Linked DNA regions of Mus musculus: region 2 is linked to region 1. The links are chromatin contacts, called in public Hi-C maps. All regions are on one chromosome and are shown on one strand. The core of a region is the stretch at or near the end of the contact, and the rest is flanking DNA. Distances in the headings are between cores, read along the strand shown. Region 1 overlaps Washc4 (WASH complex subunit 4). Region 2 overlaps Appl2 (adaptor protein, phosphotyrosine interaction, PH domain and leucine zipper containing 2).

Region 1 (3,815 bases), core at 376-2,875:
CTATCTGTGCCTCATCTTTCTTTGCTTAGCTCTGTACTCCATTTAACTGGGTTATTTTCTGGATGGTCAGTATTTTTAGTCTTTATGTATTTTAGATATTAACCTTCTATCAGACTGGCAATCGGTAAAGATGTTTTCCAGTTCTTTAGCTGTCACTCTGCCCCAGTGATAGAGTCCTTTGAGTCCCTGAGCTTCCCAGCTAATGGACTTCCATTTATTCATCACTGGTCTTTGGGCCAATGCTACCAGTGTCCTGTCCAGAAAATCCTTCTTGTGCCAATGAGTTTAAATCTATTCTTACTTTCACTTCTCAGATTTGGGAAACTGCTCTTATGCTGAGGCCCCTGACTCCTCTGTAGTTGAGTTTTGTACAGTATGGGTCTATTGTACAGTACAGAATGGGTCTACTGAATTTTTCTACATGTATCCATCGCTTGACCAGCACCAACACTTGCTGAAGATACCGTCTTTTCTCCAGTGTCTACTTTTGACTTTTTGTTCAAACGAGGTGTCCACAAGTAGGTGTGTGTGTGTGTGATATCTGGGTCTTCAATTTGATTCCACTGATAACGTGTCTGTTTGTAGGCCACAACCATGCCACTTTTATTATTACGGCTCTGTATTACAACTTGGTATCTGGGATGATCATATGTCTGGCAGTTCTTTTATTATTCAGGATTATTTTAACCATCCTAAGCTTTTGTGTTTCCATATGCAGTTGAAGATTGTTTTGTTCAATTTCTACTTAGAACTGTGTTGGTATTTTGATGGGAATTGTATTGAATCTAAAGATTGCCTTTTGTAAAACGGGCATTTTCATACTATTAATCCAAAAGAATAGGTGGTCTTTCCATCTTCTGGTGTCTTCAATTTCTTTTCTTCACTCTCAACATTTTTATTGTATAAGTCTTTCACTTGTTTGGTTAGAGTTATCCCAAGATACACATATTTTTTTAAGCTATTATAAAAGACACTGTTTCCTGACTTCCACTATGTCTGTCATTTGTATATAAGAAGACGGCTGACTTCTGTGGGCTAAGTTTATATCCTACTACTTTACAGGTTAAATATGTCTTATCATTCTCTGAATGTCCTCAGTGTCTGTTGTAATCCTCCCCTCTATGTGTAATTTTATTAATTTAGATCTTCTCTTCTGTCCTTTGATTAATTTGGCTAAGTGCCTGCTAGTCTGCTTCCTAAGCACATGTAAGAAAGCACTAATCCAGGATTGACTATTTCTGACTAGCAAAGTGGCAGAGCCAGTTTCCCTGAACCTTACTAGCTCTGTGTTGAAGAGATGTGCTCAATTTAGAGAACAAAGGAATATAACAGAGGACAGTGTCCTGAGAGAGTGGCACAAGACTGAGGCTTGTGACATACTCTAGTTTTACCTTGTCAGCTAGAGGATTATCACATTAGACTGCACTTTTATGTACCACTGGGAAAGCTAAAAGCAGAATAAGAAATGGTAAGCATCCAAGGCAGGCAAGACAGAGAAGCCTTGGGCTAGTGAGATGGCTCAGCGCCGAAGATCCTGAGTTCAAATCCCAGCAACCACATGGTGCCTCACAACCATCTGTAATGTGATTTGGTGCCCTCTTCTGGAATGCCTGAAAACAGCTACAGTGTACTTACATATAATAATAAATAAAAATAAATCTAAAAAAAGAGAGAGCAGCTTTTGGTGGGAGTCTTCAAGTATGTTAACTGCTCACGCCACAAACAACCTGTTTGTCTTTACTGTTACGGACAGAATACATAACACAGATGACTTTCCTAGTAAGAACCATTAGAAGAGCTTGGTAACACTCGCGGAAAGCATCAAAGAGCTCCCAGGAAAATGAGGAAGTGAGTGGTCAAGCTCTGGGGGGAACCTAGAGCAGTGAGGCTGACACTGAAGCTGCTTCTCAGAGGCTCTGTCAGAAACAGAGAACAAGGGCAGAAACCAGCTCATGGCCCGATAAGAAGACAAAGATGGTGGCTAAGGAAATGGCTCAGTGGGCAACACACTCAAGGGTGCCCAAGTTCAGGTCACTAGACCCATTTAAAAAGCTGGGCACAGGGGTGCCTGTCTATAAACCTAGCTTAGAGGAACAGACATCTCCCAAAGGAATTGCTACTCGGCTGCTCCAGCTCAAACAGTGAGCTCCAGGTTCAGTGAGAGACTACCTCAAAAGTGAGGTGAAGAACAATTGAGGAAGACATCTAATACTAAGCTCTGTCCTCCACATACATCCACAGAATCAAGCGCATCCACACACGTACACTCACTCTCTCACTCACAAACCAAACAAAACCAGACTGAGGGAAAATATACACTGTTTACAGAAGACACACATTCCATGTAAGAAGCTACAAAGGCTGCATGGAAGGCTCAGTAAAGACACATCATGTAGACATTAGCCAAAAGAAACACTGTGCAACGGCGTTAGTATCCGACACAAATGATCTCCAACAGAAAGCATCAGTAGAGAGCAACATGTATTGCTACTTCCTGGGACATGTTGATCTCTAGTGATGCTTTTTGTTGGAGATCATTTGTGTCTGATATTAATACAGTTGCACACAGACTAAATACATGTAATCTTTTAAATTAAAGGTAAAAGAAATCCTCATGTATCTGGAAATAAAAAGATAATCTTTCAAGAACACCCAAAGGAGCGCTGGCAAGCAGGTAAGGGCACTTGCGGCTAAGCTTGACGGCCCGAGTGTGCTCTTCAGGACCTCGCCTTTCATAAACATAAATGTACTTACCCAGGGAGCTAGAGGCACTGACTCCCCTAAAGCCAGGCAATCAAACATGGGATCTTTGCAGGAGCAAGTGCTCCCACCGCGAGCTATCTCTGTAGCTCCTCATTCTGTTTAAATATAAACATAACCCTCCTTTCCAGAGTTGTGGCCGAGTGTAACTCCTGTAAATTCAAGTCACAAATTTGAAATTATACCCAAAACATTCTAAGAACACACAACTACCTGTATGAAAACATTGCATCTGTTGGTGAGGTCTTCAGCAAATGTATCCATCCTCTGCTCTTTAGATAACATAGACTCCATCTTCATCATCCATGAGCTCACAAAGACGTAGTAAGACTGCACATCTCTAGCAAAGGAACACAAAAATATATGTCCACGTCTCATATGACAAGAGTAAAATACCCCTTCCAGCAGTAATTGTATGCTCAAGCCTTCAAAAGGAATCCTATATGCACACATAAGTTACTGAACTTATAACTATGCAGTGAGTACCTATGCAAGACAGACATTAATTCTAGCTGAGAGCACAGCAGATGAAAACTCCTGGCACCACAAAGCTTGGATTCTAGGAAGGACAGTTATAGGCTAAAGCAATAACCAAAGTCAAAACCATTTTTAAGTGTCTGGTGATACATCCTGGGGGACGCGGGGGCAGACAGGGACACAGACCAGGGCCTGAGGTAATTCTATAATTTTAAGTAACATGATCATAGTGTGGATGATTCTGAGCCATGATCTAGCCAGATTAATAAGATGTGCAAAACAAGTACAAAAGCCCTAAGGCTTTGGGAACTATACCCAGCTTGTTCAGTAATAACAAAAACCCAGGATGGCTAGAGTGCAAAGAGAAAGAGGGACAGAAGAGCAGATCAGACATAGAGGGAGGGTGGGAGGGGGAGGGACTAGGCTAAGGTCTTGTCTAAGAGAAGCCACTGGAGAGGAATGGTTCTAAGGATCACTATCACTTTGCCTAATGTGTTAAAAATAAGCCATCGTAAAGAAAACATCTATAAAGCAACTATAATGATGCAGGAGGAAGAAGACAACATCTTCAGTGAGAG
Region 2 (3,815 bases), core at 418-2,917, 69 kb before region 1:
TGTTGACCTTACTGCTGCTGTGTTCCCACAAAGAACAAGACAGTGAAAGAGAAGTAGAGAGGGTTCCGAAGCAGACCCTCTACTTTGGCTGGTTTGAGGGAGCTTTTAGATTTTATTTGGCTTAACCGCTGGAATGAGCCTGTGACTTAGCAAGGGGGTTGTTTGGTATCTCCGGGCACCAGTTCGTGTGGCCCTGTTTTGTCTTTTAGCTGCCAGAAGAGCCATTGCCCAGGCTCGGAGCAAAGTGAGCCCCATTGTGGCTGTTCACCACCGAGAAGGTGAGCCCCCTGCGTCACTAACAGAGCAAAAGCTTGTTTAGGGCTCTCTGCTGCTTTCAGACCACCGGACAAGTAAGTTCAAGGTGCCTGGGGGGCCTGAGCAAGAACACAAAGATATATATGCAGTTAAGTTGGCACAGATTTTGCATTCAATAGATTTGATAGGATACTTGCTTTAAATCCACGTTTCTGATAATTCTTCCTTTCCAAAGTTAGAGTTGTTTTATTTGTTTAATGTTGGACTTACTCAGGCTTAGGAGAGAGCTGCTTAGCTCCTTCTCTCAGCTGTCATACTGAGATATGGACCAGGGGAGTGATGGCTCTGACTGTGGTCAGGAAGGCTGCCTGCTGTTGCCGGGGGTTAGTTAGTAAAGTCAGCAGTTCTTACAGCCCACCTTTCTCCTCTAGTGGAAGACAAGCCACTCTGGTTGTTGGTCTGGGAACAGTGTTTTAATAACTTAAAGTTTAAAAAATATTTCTCTCTCTCTCTCTCTCTCTCTCTCTCTCTGTGTGTGTGTGTGTGTGTGTGAGAGAGAGAGAGAGAGAGAGAGAGAGAGACACTGTAGACACTGTGTCCAGTCTGCCATCAGGGTAGCCCGGGCTGGACTGGAGGGAAGGAAGCTTAGCCAGGCGAGAGTGAGTGCAATGCACACACCCAGGAAGAGCTTCAGAGAACTAGTTTGTTTATTGGAGGGGTGATAAGCCAGGTATCTGTGCCCCTGGGGAGGTGGCCAGGATCTCTAGGGGCGAGGATTGTGTGGCTGTGTGCCGTTGGCCAGGGCAGAGGTGTTAGAAGATATTTCTTCTACATAATCAGGGGGGCGTAGGGTACGGTGGGTGGGGTGGGGTGGGGGTTGGGATCTTATAAGGTCAAACAAGGAGTGAAGCCTGGTAATTTACTGTCAGGGTAGTAAATTCTTACTAGGGTTGATCTGAGGGGGCTGCCTTTGTAGAACCAGGTTGGGAGGTGGGGAGGGAGGCAACTCCTGCCATCCTCAAGTTTGAGGTATTTGGGGTTGAAGCTCTGTTGACCCTTCCTCTGGAATCCTTGGCCATTATGGTCCCACATGGGTGTGTTCTGTTGTGTGTGTGATGTGTGTTAGTGTGTGTGCTGTGTGTCAGTGTGTATGTTTGTGTTATGTGTGATGTGTGTGTGATGTTGTATATATGTGGTTTGAGTGTATATGTGTGTACATACATATGTGTGGGTGTCCCTGGAGACCAGGAGAGGGTGTTAGATCTCCTGGAGCTGGAGTTATAAGAGGTTGAGAGCCACTGCCATGGGCGCTGGGAACCAAACTCCAGAGCTTTGCAAGAGCAGCAAGTGCTCTTCCCTGCTGACCTCTCTCCTGCCCTGGTGGATCTCTTCTGAGTGACAGCCGTGGTTACCGTGGTTACCGTGGGCTTGTTCACTTCCTCTCAGCAAAGCCGGCAGTCCAGCCACATCTCTGCTCTTTTCTGTTTGGGGATTTTCCTTCATCTTTCTGTTTGTTGACACAGGGTCTCACTGTGCAGCCCTGAGCAGCCTGGAATGAAGTTGTGCACCCCCACAGCCAGCTCTGAGGCTGTTCTTCACCAAACCTGAGGAGCATAGACATAGTACATCCCAAACATCTGAAAACTGTGGGCCCTAAAATCCCTTTTTAGATGTGGAAACAGTATAATCTCAAGCTGAGGCCAAGATAGGAGAGAAGGGGAGTAAAGTTATTTAAACACAGCAATGTTCTCGGGCAGGAGAGGTGGCTCAGCAGGTGAAGGTATTTACCACCAAGCCTGATGACCAGAGTTTAATTCCCTGGTGAAAGAAAAGAACTGACTCCCAAAAGCTGTCTTTAACTTCCACATGCTTGCACACACACACCAAATAAATGTTAAAAGAAATATTCTTTAGATGACAATAGATAGTTTATAGGTAGGTAGGTAGGTAGGTAGATAGATAGATAAAAGGTAGGTAGGAAGGTAGATAGATGGTTTATAGATAGTTTACGGATAGACAGATAATAGACAATAGATGGAGAGAGAGAGGAGAGAGGAGAGAGAGAGAGATATTAAGCTGAACAAGGTCCCATTCCTTTGGGCAGCAGTGAGAGCAGCAGGCATCCATGGTGTGAGCTTGTGACAGCCAAGGGGGAGACTGTAGGAGGCAGACAGGGTTCTTCTATACCTTAGACACACACAAGTGTCACACACCTAAGTGTCACACACCTGTAGGAGGCAGACAGGGATTCTCTATCCCTTACACACACAAGTGTCACACACCAGGCCAGGCACCTCCTGCACATTATCTCATTTAGTTTTCCTAATTAAAGATTATTATATGGTAAAGAATCTAAGACTCAGAGAAGTTGTGTAGATTGCCTCAGGCCACACAGTCGACGAGTGGCAGAACCAGAAAAGCCTGAAGTCACTCCTGTGTGTGGTGCTGTGTTCTTGACACGCTGGTCTCCATTGACAAACTGGTCAGCCCCAGTTAAGGCTTTGCCTTTCAGAGGCTTTTCCTGTCCATATAGAACAGCGTGGTTTCTGAGCCCGATAACTCTTTAGTTGTTGGAGGTGGGGCTCAGTTTTTAAACCTAGAGTGACTTTCCTCCTTTCATTAGTTTTAAATCCAGATTATTTTAATTAGTACATTTCAGGGTCCTGACAGTCAGACAGGTTTATTTACCTGCCTGAGACTGAGAAGCTGGTTGCAGCTTCAGCTGTGAGGGGCAGAGCTGTGAGGTCTAGGGAGGCAGCTGTACAGAGCCTAGCCATTGGCTGCTCTGCATGCGGGCTCCGCAGTGCTTCAGCCTGCAGCTCCCGAAGCCTTTGTGGCATCAAAAGGCCACTTTGATTCATCCTCAGCACAGGGTTAACCAGTGACCTTAGCCTCAACAGGCCAGAACCCCAGTCCTGGCTGCTTTTCTGTGACTGTGGATGCCGGCAAGATAAGTCACTGTGAGTTTTCTTCAGTCCTTGGGTTGTCAGCAGCAGAGTTGCTGCTATAGAACACGAGATGAGCCCCAGCAGCATCCTCTGGGACACAGCAACAGTGATGGCCTCTCCACCTCATCTGCCTTGGGGCCTGTCTGGTGCTTGGCACACAGCCTTCGCTCCTGGCAACGCCTAGTCTTCTGGCACACCCTCTTCCTCTGGAGCAAGCCCTTTCCTAGCCTTCCCTCAACCCCCTCCCATAATTCTGTCTTCTTCCATGGAACTGTTCTGTCTTAAGTCTTTCTGCTCTCTGGAATGCTCTCTGAGCCCTCCCTGAGTGGTGTGCATTTGCCCCTGGGCATGGTCACCAGCGATGGCTGGCCAGGGCCTGAGTCTCCTTTGCAACTATGCTCTTCTTGATTCCCAGTGACTTGCCTACTGCCACCGTGTAAGGCGAGTTTTCGGGATTTTCTGAGAGGCAGTGGTTCTCCCAGGAAGGCTTCCTGGCTTCATTCTTTCTTTGTCTTGCAGCCTTCCTCCTCCCCATCCCAGGATGCATCTCCTGTGGCTCCCAGTGGCCACTAGCAAAGCTGAACCCCCTGAAGAAGCACCGTGAGCGCAGAA

What was found. A called contact is a pair of places that touch in the nucleus more often than the background predicts.
Region 2: a contact with region 1 is called in a Hi-C map of bone marrow-derived macrophages, with 2.4 times the contacts expected there. The contact joins two enhancer-like sites. A contact is called at or near these places in 1 of 39 promoter capture datasets (the 3T3-L1 cell line), 1 of 484 Hi-C or Micro-C datasets (bone marrow-derived macrophages), 5 of 115 datasets of contacts at active chromatin or transcription factors (bone marrow-derived macrophages, embryonic stem cells, extraembryonic endoderm stem cells and 1 more) and 4 of 9 other capture datasets (adipose tissue, embryonic stem cells, liver and 1 more).

What each region holds. Positions count from the first base shown.
Region 1 is chr10:83,563,696-83,567,510 of GRCm38.p6, reverse strand. It overlaps Washc4 (WASH complex subunit 4), which reads right to left. Exons shown (of 33, transcript NM_001033375.2): 14 at 2,974-3,100. Among named protein-coding and RNA genes, the nearest start is that of Washc4, 22 kb to the right of the region's middle. Within about 2 kb of position 1,625, at least 17 of the 459 cell types and tissues checked have an H3K27ac peak or open chromatin away from gene starts, as enhancers often do. A contact at or near this core is called in bone marrow-derived macrophages, where this site is marked.
Region 2 is chr10:83,632,548-83,636,362 of GRCm38.p6, reverse strand. All of the region lies in intron 2 of Appl2 (adaptor protein, phosphotyrosine interaction, PH domain and leucine zipper containing 2), which reads left to right. Among named protein-coding and RNA genes, the nearest start is that of Appl2, 14 kb to the left of the region's middle. Within about 2 kb of position 1,667, at least 51 of the 459 cell types and tissues checked have an H3K27ac peak or open chromatin away from gene starts, as enhancers often do. A contact at or near this core is called in bone marrow-derived macrophages, where this site is marked.